Linked DNA regions of Canis lupus: region 1 is linked to region 2. A link is a contact called in public Hi-C data. All regions are on one chromosome and are shown on one strand. Each heading gives the region's core, a stretch centred on a gene start, on an enhancer-like site or on the middle of the called end of the contact. The rest is flanking DNA. Distances are from core to core; before and after follow the strand shown. Region 1 overlaps SESN1 (sestrin-1). Region 2 overlaps ARMC2 (armadillo repeat-containing protein 2).

What was found. A called contact is a pair of places that touch in the nucleus more often than the background predicts.
Region 1: a Hi-C map of skin fibroblasts shows a contact between it and region 2, with 3 times the contacts expected there. The contact joins two enhancer-like sites. A contact is called at or near these places in 5 of 9 Hi-C or Micro-C datasets (amygdala, blood, liver and 1 more).

The regions. Positions count from the first base shown.
Region 1 is chr12:66,380,738-66,386,974 of UU_Cfam_GSD_1.0, forward strand. The region is part of intron 1 of SESN1 (sestrin-1); the gene reads right to left. Among named protein-coding and RNA genes, the nearest start is that of SESN1, 26 kb to the right of the region's middle. Within about 2 kb of position 3,309, at least 5 of the 20 cell types and tissues checked have an H3K27ac peak or open chromatin away from gene starts, as enhancers often do.
Region 2 is chr12:66,227,040-66,233,324 of UU_Cfam_GSD_1.0, forward strand. ARMC2 (armadillo repeat-containing protein 2) reads left to right here. Exons shown (of 18, transcript XM_038554882.1): 8 at 2,915-3,090. Among named protein-coding and RNA genes, the nearest start is that of ARMC2, 49 kb to the left of the region's middle. Within about 2 kb of position 3,547, at least 2 of the 20 cell types and tissues checked have an H3K27ac peak or open chromatin away from gene starts, as enhancers often do.

The sequences.
Region 1 (6,237 bases), core at 2,059-4,558, 150 kb after region 2:
TTATAGCAAGACAAAAAGCTTTTGCACAGCAAAGGAAACCATCAACAAAACAAGGCAATGTACTGAATGGGAGAAGATTTGTAAACGAAAAATCCAATAAGGGGTCAGTATCCAAAACATATATATAAAGAATTTGTATAATTCAACACCAACACACCAAATAATCTAAAAATGAACAGAGAAGGAGCATCTGGGTGGCTCAGCTGGTTAAGCATCTAACTCTTGATTTCAGCTTAGGTCATGATCTCAGGGTAGTGAAACTGAGCCCCGAGTTGGGCTCTGCACTGGACGTGGAGCCTGCTTAAGATTCTCTCTCTCTCTTCCTCTGCCCCTCCTTTCTCTCCCCCACCCTCTCAAATGAATGAATGAATGAATGAATGAATGCTTTAAAAATGAACAGAGGAGGGGTGCCTCGGTGTCTGAGTCAGTTGAGTGTCTTACTCTTGATCTCAGCTCAGGTCTTATCTCAGGGCCAAGAGCCCACATTGGGCTCCATTCTGGGCATGGAATCTATCTTTAAAAAAATGAGCAGAGGACCTGATAGACATTTTTCCAAAGACATACAAAAGGCCAACAGATATGGGGAAAGGTGCTCAACATCACACATCATAAGGGAAATGAAATCAAAACCACAATGAGATACACCTCACACCTGTAAGGATAGCTAAAATCAAAAAGACAAGACATAACAAGTGTGGTAATGATGTGGAGAAAAAGGAACCCTTGCACACTATTGGTGGGGATGCAAATTGGTGTAAGCACTATGGAAAATGGTATGAGAGTGCCTCAAAAAATTAAAAATAGAATTATTATATGATTCAGTAATTCGACTACTGGGCATTTAACCAAAGAAAATGAAAACAATATCTCACCTCCAAGTCCCTAACCCCTGACCACTTGCCCTGGGAAATGCCCATTGCCAGGTTATGAGCAGTCCTTTAAAGACATCCGTGACGTGAGGAACTAAGGCCTCCTGCCACTAGTTGTGTTAGCTTGGAAGCGGGTCTCTAGCTCATCCTAGCCTTCATGGGACCACAGTGCCAGCTATTATCTTGACTGCAACATCATGAGACACCCTGAGCCAGAACCTCCCAGCCAAAGTATTTTCAATTTTCAACCCTCAGAAACTGTGTGAGATAATAAATGTTTGCTGTTTTAAACTGACATGTTTCGGGTAATTTGTTATGCAGCAACAGATAACAAAACAGATGCCTTAAGGTATGATAGCCATTTGGTGACCCCCAGGATGAGAACCACATTCTAAGGATGGTGGAGGTTGTTACTGATATAGTTGAGCATCAGTTCTGGACTACCTACATTAAGATTTCTTGTCAAGGGAAATTTCTATCTGTTTAAGTCACTTACTAAAGTTTTCTGTTATTTGTAGCCAAACATATTCCTAACTGACATACTCAATTCCCAAAACCCAATTTCAGTTTCCAAAGGAAGGTTCCTTTTATTCAAGGATCTGCCTCTGCTCAGAAGCTCATACTTCTCCTATCTTCTAGAACCCAGCTATTCATTTTCTTGTATAGAAAAAATACCCAGGCTGTCCTGCAGACACTCCTGGTACTGAAAGGCAAGGACTAAAAGGACTAAGATTATCCCTTTCATTCAGAAAGCAATTACAACTATTTTAGTATAAAGCCTACTTTTTAAAAGATGACTCCCTTTGAGTACCCTTTTAAAAAAATGCATTTGGGGCAGCTCCGGTGGCTCAGTGGTTTAGTGCTGCCTTCAGCCCAGGGCCTGATCCTGGAGACCTGGGATTGAGTCCCACGTCAGGCTCCCTGCATGGAGCCTGCTTCTCCCTCTGCTGGTGGTGTCTCTGCCTCTCTCTCGGTCTCTTATGAATAAATAATAATAATAAAAAAATCTTTAAAAAATGTATTTGGCTATACTATAAAACAGAGAAGTCAGGAATGGACTGTGAACTGCATTATATAATCTACAGGGAAATAGGTATCTTGATGATACTCTGCTTTATCATATAGATTCTTGGAACATGTTTCAGCCAAAGAGCAGAAACTGGCTGTCTCTACCCTGAATGAAATACAGAAAAAGTAAGCTTCAGTTCCAAAAAAATGTCTCCTATAATCCCCACATCCCCCCTCTTAACTGCAAATCTCTCTCTAGATGCCAAAAGATGCCAGAACTGTAACGTATAACAGAAGGAAAGTTTCATTTGGCAGAGAGGTAAAAGTAATTTAGATCCAGTGACCTTGCTTTGTTTTTTCATTCCAAGTGTACAATTGCTCAGAGATAGAGGCAACACAGCCCCAGAAGAGGAAGAAAAATTACAGGAAATCCTGATCTACGTTTGTCCAAAATCATCAAACAATCTGGGTAACTGGTATTCACTCATATGATAGCTTTTAAGTTGTCAGCAACTCTTGGCAAATATAAGAATAGAAAGTAACTTCAGCGACTGAGCTCTCAAAGGCTTAGTTTTCTTATGGGTCTCTTGCCCTTAGAAAAAGGTAAGGAGGGGGAGGACCAATGAAAGTAAATTTAGCCAGAAAGTAAACCTTCTGCTTTAAGAGATAATGTGATCCACGATACCAGGCACACTATATTTGAGGAAATATTAAGATAGGGTTTTCTAGAATTTATATAACTTCAAATATATAAAATTTGTAGATAACACCTTAACATTTAGCCAATCCAAGGAAGCTGTTTCTTAAAATGTAATTTTAGAAAAACTGCAGTTTAACTTCAAGATGTAAGAAAATTCTAGGATCTCTGAAAGCAGCTGGAACATACTCCTAGATTCTAATGGTAGTTTAGTTATAGTCAACCAGGCACAAAATGGTGTTCTGCAGAAATGTGAGAGTTGTTATTCCAATGATCAGATTTGCTTTTAAAGTTTACTCAATTGCACATGTTCAGAACTAATATGACATGGATTAATAAGCCTAGAATATCTCTTTGATTCTAAAACATGGTCACCTCCACAATAACTACAACATATAAAAGGAGAACAGGCAGGCAAAATTTAAAATACTAGTTCCCATCTCACAGAGACCCACACAGCACTCTTTATACTTAGAGAAGCTGTCGTATTTATGCATTATTTTGCTTTTGATCTGTGGAATTTAGGATTAACTTCAGTTCTAATTTTTATCTCCCTTTCACTGCCCCACCAACCCTCCCAATAACTGACAATAACATATTGTTCTAAAAAGTTACTTATGATAATATTCCTGAGATTTTTCTGTAATTTGAGTGTGTCTTCTATTCACAGGAAGACAGGCCTAGACCATAACAATGAAAGTGAACTCCACCAGAGGCAGGACAATGTGAGTCAACTCAGGGACTTCCCCTTTGCTACACCATGGTACTCTTTGACCTACTTTGGTTTTATACAAGTCACCCCCTTAGTTCTCAGCCTAAAAACACCAGAGCTAGGCCTCTATTGAGAGCACTGTGCACTCATAAACAATAATGACAACATGCATACACATTTATATTTAGGAGTAAGCATCTAATCTGTGGAGAAAGCCAGGCTCTAAATAAAACATTAACAAATCTTAAATCATTGTTTTCCTGAAATATATTCTAAAACACTTAACAGGGGACTTTTAAGATACGTATTAGAAGAAATGTTGTAACAGCATTTTTAAACTAACACTTCACGTATGCATTCCTGATCCAGAGGAAAGCAATTACACCTTTTGTTTAAGGAATCTGTTTATAAAACTTGACAATTTCCAAATGCTAAGTCATTTTCCAATGGAAAAAGATACATTCTACCCTTTCTATGGATTAGTTCATTCAGTACAGTGGAATTTTATAAAGATTTTAGAAAAGCATCATGTGAAAATAAATATTAATGACAGTGAACTAATCTCTTTTAAGGGGAAAATCCCTTAAAGGCAAAGACAATTCTCTCCCTCCCTGCTTTTTGGGTCACAAAAAGCAGGCCATTAATGACTAAAATGAGTACAGCATCTGTAGGATGCTCCATTCTCCTTTAACTAAATGAGATCTGTACTGATTATGTCATTGAGCCACTAGTAAGTCTCTGAAAAATTTGTTACTGGAAGATAGCGATCTGTCCCCTAAGACAAGTGACCAAGAAAATCAGGAATAATCATAGGTTTTTCCTTTCCTTTTTCAGTGTCTCAGGAGGGCAAGTATATACTACACTCTAACCTTCCCTCCCAATCTTTTCATCAGAATAGAATGACTTCAAAATCAAATACATATAATAAGTGGTTAATTCAATAAATGTGTATGAGGCTTGATTTAATTTATAATTAAAATTGCTACTCAGAAAGTTAACATTTTGTTTAAAAATGCATTCAACTTTTGGAAATACTTTACACATATTATTTATAACTCAAATGTACACCTGATTTTCAAATGCACATAATCTAAAAGCAGCAAGTCTTTTCCAAATTAAAGCTCTCTTAGGAAAAAAACACATTGAACTAATATAGATACTTGTGAACCACATCTGATTCCACATATTGGACTTAAATAATTGAAAGGCTTGTTATATAAAGAAAAAAAGAGGCTTGACCAAAAAACTTTTTTTTCAACAAATTTAGTGACTTTGGAACTTTATAACATATAAAAGTGGAAAAATTTTTAAATTTTAAACTTTCAGTTATAAATATAAATTTATTTAAACAAAAACTAAATGGAACATATGAGAATTGATTTCGCCTAAATATTCTGCAGTAAACTTGATCTTCACTTTCCACTTTTAAATTAATCAATCTATTTTTTAGTTTTTACTAGGTGCCTCCTGATTGATGGAGAAATAAATGATGAGAAAGCCTGGCATGGTCTCTACCTACCTGAAGCTTTACTTTAGTGGAAGACAGACATTGATCCAAGAACCAAAAGTGATGAAAGTATGGTGCTTTGAAGAGTAGAGAGAATGGATCTAGTCAGGAAGGTCTGAGGCTGCTTACCTGAGGAAGTTACAACTGAGTGAGATTTCAAAGATGAGTAGGAGGAGTTTATTAAGTGAAACAGAGAGACGAGAAGCTCTTTCCAGGGGGAGGGAAAAGCAGGTAGAGAGACTTTCTAGTGAACAGTAAGCACTCTGAAGCACAGTACACTGGAAAAAGGAACTGCAGCTGGCCTGTGACCCTGGACCATTTGGGAAGAGTACAAGGAAGAGTACATTGCAAGATGTCAGGTCAGAGGTCACTGGCAGCCAGACCATGCAGGGCCTTAGAGGAAGGGTGACTATTCATTCTGGCTAACTCTTGTTGACCTGGCATCATAACCCATCTTCTCATAACAAATGTCCCAGTTTCAATGATAAATTAAGTGAGGCCATGTACAGAATTTTGTCCTTGCCTAAAACACCACTGGCAGTCATATAAAAGAATTTTAAAGCTGTGTGTGTGTGTGTGTGTGTGACAGAGACACAGAACAATAGCCATATTGCAACATTAATTTAAAACATGAAAGTAAATATACAATTGCTCTAGAGATCTCCCCCCCCCCCCTCTGTAAACTCTGAAATGTACTTCATGGTTGGCCTCAGGGGAAAAAAAAGACATCTGAAATTGTGCTCAGTGAATGGGCAATAAAACCTTCCACCAGAGAGAAGCTGCCCTTAGGCGCTTGGTCACTGTCCCAGTTCCCCACTGCCCTTAGAGGTTGAGTGGGCTTCTGGCCTGAAGATGGGGGGACAGGAATATGTCTGTCAGCTGCGGTGGAAATGCATATGCATTTATGTGAGATAGAGAAAACAACTGCCAGGATAGGCTCAAGAGTAATTGTTTAAAAAGAAACAGGCTGCAGGAGCTGTAGGGGTTGGGGGTAGGGTGGGAGAAAGTAAGGCAGAGAATGTAGAAAAGAGAAAACCTGAGGTGGTGGAAGGCCAGAAGGCTGCAGGAAGTAACAGACCAACAATGTGCCCCAAATTCCCCTTGGGCCTTACCCAGTATGCAGTTCAATGACTGCATACTCCAATGATGCAAAGGGAGGGGATGAAGGTGATATGGAAACGTTCATGAAGGAGATGATGGCAATCAAGAGAAAGTTTGGGGGACGACTGCTGAGGAATTGCACATCTTTACTGGAAACTCACTGTCATGACATTTAACAAATTCTTGAATCCTGAGATCCTTTTGAGATTAATACAATGACCACTACTGCTTTCCCTTTGCATTTCTCTGGCGTACCTTTGCTGATTCACTCTGTATCTGGTGAGTTTTCCGTTACATCTTCTTTTATTTTTTTAAGGTTTTATTTATTTATTTAAGTAACCTC
Region 2 (6,285 bases), core at 2,297-4,796:
AAGGTATAAAAGGAGAACACGCTAGGAAGAGCGCAGTGGGGAGGATGGCCTGCAGCACAGAGGCCTATCTTGGAAGAAGTCTTCAGCTGGAAAGATTTTAAGAGAGTTCTGGGGACACCAACAGAGAAAATTGAACTGGAGTTTGGGGTTTGAAATGCCAACGAATCTCCCTTCTCCGAGGATCGATGACTCTGAAATATGGCCTCGCTCCCATCAACTTTAAGAATAGCAAATGGTGACAGGACTGGGCTACTTGAGTTTTTGAGGGTCTTTCTTATTTTTCTTTTTATTTTGACATAATTTCAGACTTACAGGAAAGCTTCAAGAATAGTATAAAGAAATCCTGTATGCCCTTCCCTCAGATTCCTCAAATATTAGTATTTTACCACATTTACTTTATTATTCCCTCTCTCTTCCTCCCTCTTGCTCTTGTTTTTCTGTAACCCCCCAACACACACACACACACACACACACACACACACACACACACAGTTTTTTTCCTTTTTTGATCCATTTGAGAACAAGTTGCCAGTGTGATGGCCCACATACCTAATACCCTAACATATATTTTAAGAAACAAGGACATTCTGTTACACATCTGGAAACTACCATACAATACTTTTTAGGTACAAAATACTCAGATTTTGGCAGTTATCCTAATAATTTCCTTTGTAGAGAAAGAAAATCCTGGATTATAAATTCGAGGTATTTGTCATGCCTCTTTCATGATCTTGACATAGTTGAGGAGTACAGGCCAATTATTTTATAAACTGCCCCCACAAATGAGTTGCGTCTGGTATTTTCTCACACTTAGACCCAGATGAGGTATTTGGGGCATGTATATGGCAGGAGGGGTGCTGTGTCCTCAGTGCATCACAGCAATAGGCACATGATGCTGATCTGGTCTCTTACTGGGAATGGGAATTCTGATCACTTGGGGAAGGTGGTATCCAGGTTTTTCCAATATAAAGATAATATTTTCCCCTTTGTAATTACTAAGTATCTTATAGGGAGAAGTTACTTCGAGACAACATTGCTTTCTATTACTTATCAAACTCTCACCCACAAGCATTAGATTAGCCCCTTGAGAATCTTGGAAGCTCTTGAGCTCAAGTTGTCTTTTGAATCTCTGTGGCATTTTTGACAAGCCAATTGATATAAAGAGTTAATTTGATCAACAGTTTAAATTTTGACCCATGAAACTTCCTTTTTTTAGTTTCTTTTAAGCTAAAACAGCCACTCCTCGTTGAACCCACCAGGCTGAAGAGTTTGCAGAGGGAAACGTTAGAAAAATGCCTTGAGGTCTCCCCACTGCCAGAGAGTGGCCCATAGCCTGGACTTGGGGTTTGTGAAGAAACTGCCAGTAACAGAAGAATAAAACAACAGAACAAAAGTGTTCTTACAATGGAGCTCAGGTTTTTCCTTTTATTTAAAGTTAGTCTAAGTCATTTCCCAAAAATTCATTTATTTAAGTGCATAACCGAAAGGCATTGAAGGTTACTGAGCTATTGAGGTTTAAAATTTTTTCTTAGATGTTATTGTTGAAAAGAGCTAAAAATGGCCTGAGTCATTTCCTTCTTCAGGCGCACACTTCCTCTATGTGGGCTTTTAAGAGCACATTATGGTATTTATTTAAGATTGGTTTCCTAATTTTAAATTTTGTGATGGAATCTATCAGATAATAGTTTTCAACTGAATATCTTAGACTTGGATTCTTAGATTTCCCCTCACATTCCATTTTATGTGCTAGTTTTTCTTCCTTGTATGCCTGTGGGTATGGCTATCACTGCCAAAGATTGCTGTCCTCAGAATTCTCACTATAAAAGAAAATGTTCTAGGTTTCTCCTATTTCCCAACTAAAGTCTTCATTTTATCCTCCTGTCTTGTAATAACCACCTGCAAATAATAGTGGATAAGGTGGCATTTTGAGATTTTTATTCCCTTTGGACCTTCTTTCCTCAGGTAATGAGCATTGTTCTCTCAAAAAAAAATATTGATCACCGTTTTCATCTGCAGATATATTAGAAAATGAGTATATATTAGACCATGTTATAGATCGTCAGTCCAGGCTTCTCACTGTACCATGCTCTGTTGATCCAAAGATGCAAAGACATGACTCCTCTGCACTTAGTGTGACATCTATCTGAGGGCACTGCTCATATAACAGAACATACATATATATGTATGTGAAAAATGACAGAGTGCCAAGTAATGTTTGTGGAATGTGGAACGGTACGTCTTTTCTGGAGGAGCCAGAATGTAAACAGAGCTTTGATGGACCAAAATCAGTAGGGATGAAGGTGAGGAGAACATTCTAGGCCAGTGGAACTATGCCCCCAAAGGGTTGGAGGTGGAGACACAGTGTTGTGCTTCCCTGAGACTGAGCCGAGCACCATGAGGTGGAGGCATTTGGAATACAGCGAACCAACTGGAATAGGTGCCATTCCATTCTTCAATAGGCTCTTTGAAAGACTGTGTGTTCTAGATAAGCTGACTGATTAGTAAATAAGTCAACATGGTAGGAGGTGGGTCAACGAGGTGAAAAAAAAATCAGGGGATCCCTGGGTGGCGCAGCGGTTTGGCGCCTGCCTTTGGCCCAGGGCGCGATCCTGGAGACCTCGGATCGAATCCCACGTCAGGCTCCCGGTGCATGGAGCCTGCTTCTCCCTCTGCCTATGTCTCTGCCTCTCTCTCTCTCTCTCTATGTGACTATCATAAATAAATAAAAATTAAAAAAAAAAAAAAAAAAAAAAAATCAGGTAGATGGAAATTACAAGAGAAGGGAAAAAGCATCATTCAGGAATTTGAAGATGTTCGGGGAAATAATTATGGGGTTTTACTTACACTGTGTTTGACACCCTTGAAAGCTTGACCTTAATTAGTAAGTGCTGCTTTACTCTCTTTGCTCTGACAGAAGAAAACATTGAAACGATTTGTGCTGCTTGCACACAACTTCATCACGCTTTAGAGGAAGGAAACATGCTTGGAAATAAATTTAAGAGAAGAAGTATTCTCCTGAAGACCCTATATAAACTAGTTGATATTGGTTCAGACGTGCTCAGCCTTAAACTTGCAAAAATTATTCTAGCAGTAAGTTTTTCTTTCCTCTGGTCTAGTAGACTGTAGCACATGAAAGTTTTATTTAACACTTTATTTGTAAATATTACAAAGAACATTAGAAATGTGGTGTGTGCGTTTAGAGTCTTGAAAAAAAATTCAGGTTAATAAATTGGCATCTCAGAATTTGACTAGGAAGTACTATATCCAAGGCACTAAGGCTGAGTACGTGGAAAATATTCAAATAAACTCCTGTATTTGGACCGCAGCTAGGTTTTTACAAAAGGTGACAATAGGCAAATCCATTCAAAACAGTTCTTCAAGTAACCTGACTGGTGATGAGTATCAGAGAATGCAAGCTGTGGTTTCTGCCCTACGGTTTCTGCTGAGTGCTGGATTCTGCTACATGATTTAATAAATAACTTAGGGTAACGTGGGCCACAGACACACTGGCCAGGTGCTTTATGAACCAGTGTGAACCAGAGAAACAGCTGCATGCGGTCATGGGAAGGTGGTAACAGAAGGCTCCCGGGAGGTGTTAGAAGAAAAGGCCAGACACCAAATAAAAGTCTGAATAAACTCTGTCTCGAACAAAATGATATCATTGTTTGAGGGGAGCACTTTGTTGTCCCAGCCATAAGCAGTTGGAAACAAGATAAGACACAGTTATTATAGGACCTTCTAAAAGAGCCGCTAAAACAAATGAATGAAGCTTTGTTTACCTGGTCTCATAAAAGTAAAAGCTATTATGTTAACACCCATAATTCATACAATTTAAAGTCTGAAAGTACACAGTGAAGGTGAGCATTGGCATACTTACTGAGAGTTTCGTGAGAATGCCCACGGTTCCTGATTTTGATGTGTTTCCCGAATATTCTGACTACAATAGTCTTTGCGATGCTTTTGGAGAAGCTACATTCTTATATAGCTGTCCTCACAAACGATTCACCCTCTTTTAAGAAGCTTTGATATGATATTTGACTCTGAAAGTAACATTTCTTTGAAATGGTGATTTCGGTAGCCTTTTACTCCCCTCATTGAGGGCAAGTGATTAATTAATCAGCTTTAATGAAACAAAAAAGAGCATGAGCCACAGAAACAATGGAATTTAAAGTTGTAGGTAGACTGTATGTTAACTAACGAGAATTTAAATAAAAGCTTGAAAAAAAAAGTGGTAGGTAGAGATGAAAAGATACCAGCGTGCTCACCCCATTTCCTCTCTGGCCTTGGATTTGGGGTGCCCCCTGGGCCCAGGAGAGCCCCTGTGTAAGGCTGGAAGTTTCCACCAGGGTAGCTGCCCTGGGTAGACCCACGCTGCCGGTTACTGAGGGATCAACGCGACCTTTGGTTGTTCATCTGGATCCTAGACATTTTGCTCCATACCAAGCCAAAAAAAATAGATAAATGAGAGAGAGAGAGAGAAAGGAAGAAAATGCCATGAATTCATCAATGCTTTGCAGAGAAAATATTATTTTGGTTATTAAGGGTGCCATTCAAATTAATTCTATGAATGACACAGTTGAACTATTTTAGGGTAAAAGGCTAAGTGATGTGCCAGGCGGTGATGGCATTCTGAACGAAATTTGATTAGATAAAGCTCTCTGTGGGACCTTGACTGCCTTGCTGAATGAATCAGGGGTGATTGTGCTAGGCTGCCCTCCCAGTGCAGAGATGGGCAGGCTGTTCCTTCTGATGAACTACAGAACCAGGTCGGGAGGGACCTTCAAGGCCATCAAGCCCGACTTCCCATCTGCTACCTGAATCTGCCCTAATGTTCCAAGCAAGACCTTGTTTTGCACAGGGCTTGGTGATGGAATTCTATGTAAGTTTTAAAAAGACCACATCATAAAAACTGTCAAAGGAAAAAAAAATCAGCAAAAAAAAAAAAAAAGATATATGGAACTAAGATGTTTTTAATATCTTCTCTAATTTCTGCCAATATTTTACCTACCAATTTAGCCTTACATTTACAATTATTTATAGTTAAACATATTCAGTGAACATCATGTCAATTGTTCTGACTTCTTCCTTTTTTTTTTTTTTTTTTGGTTAAGTAAGTTAGAGGTTTTGCCAGACAGCCATTTAATTTTAACCTTTGTATCAAAAGATCTTACAAACATGTACCAGTCTATATTAAGAATTTTTTGAGTACAAACATATATACTATGAATGCAACTATATTCAGGAGGCCAAAAAAAAAAATCTAATTCCCTATACAGAGGGTGAAAAAATAAAAACAACCCAACAGTCTGTCAACAGTGATTATATATAGTAATAGTATTATAAGTGTTTTAAAACTTCTCTTTAATTTTCCAAGTTTGCTTCAAATAGAAAAGACTGCTATTTTTAAGGTAAGAAATAAACCATCCCACTGCAAGAGCTTACTTTGTGCCAGGGACTCCTGACATTGGAATACAGGGAATAAAATTGTCCCTGCCTCCCCAGCTGGCATGTAGCAGGAGAGACTCTGATCAACAGAACACCCGAGGGGAGGCTGAGTACTGAGGGCACAGTGGAACGCACAGGAAAGGGAACGGACAGCGTGGGGCGGAAAGAGCCGTTTTATGTTAGGTAGTCTATGTTCCTTGCATATGATTTAATATTTTATTATCTTTTCACATCTCAGTCATAGTTTTACAGTCACCAAAAGAGAAGGTATAGGAATGTGCTTTGGATGTAAACTGACCTTGCAGCAGGCTTGGAAATGATCGTTTTTTTGTTTGTCTGATTTTTAATGGAAACCCTGATATATGTTGTTATTTTCCCTTTGTCACTTTTCACTAAAAACGGAAGACTTGGGGGGGGCGGTGAGGTTAGTTGTATTCATTTATTTCTTCAACTCATTTTATTAAGTATATATGTAACTCATGCTACATATCATGTAGCGCCCCCCCCCCCAAAGGCTCATGATGTAGTGGAAGATAGTTAACTAATTAAAATATATTCCCAAGTATTAAGGACAATATGAATTTCCATTGATGTAGAATTTATTTCTATTGTCTTTAGTCAGCTTATTTACTGGGTTTTTAAATAATTTTTTTGAATACCTGAACATTACATTTTTTTCTCATATCCTTTTCCCTTCTGAAAACAGAAGGAATCACCATCCTGCCTCATAGAACAGTTTCTGATGCTTCCACAACAGAGCTTCTCAGACTTGCACGTGCACTGGATCTCTGGGGAGCTTGTTCAAATGCAGATTCTGGGGGCACCTGGGTGGCTCAGTGG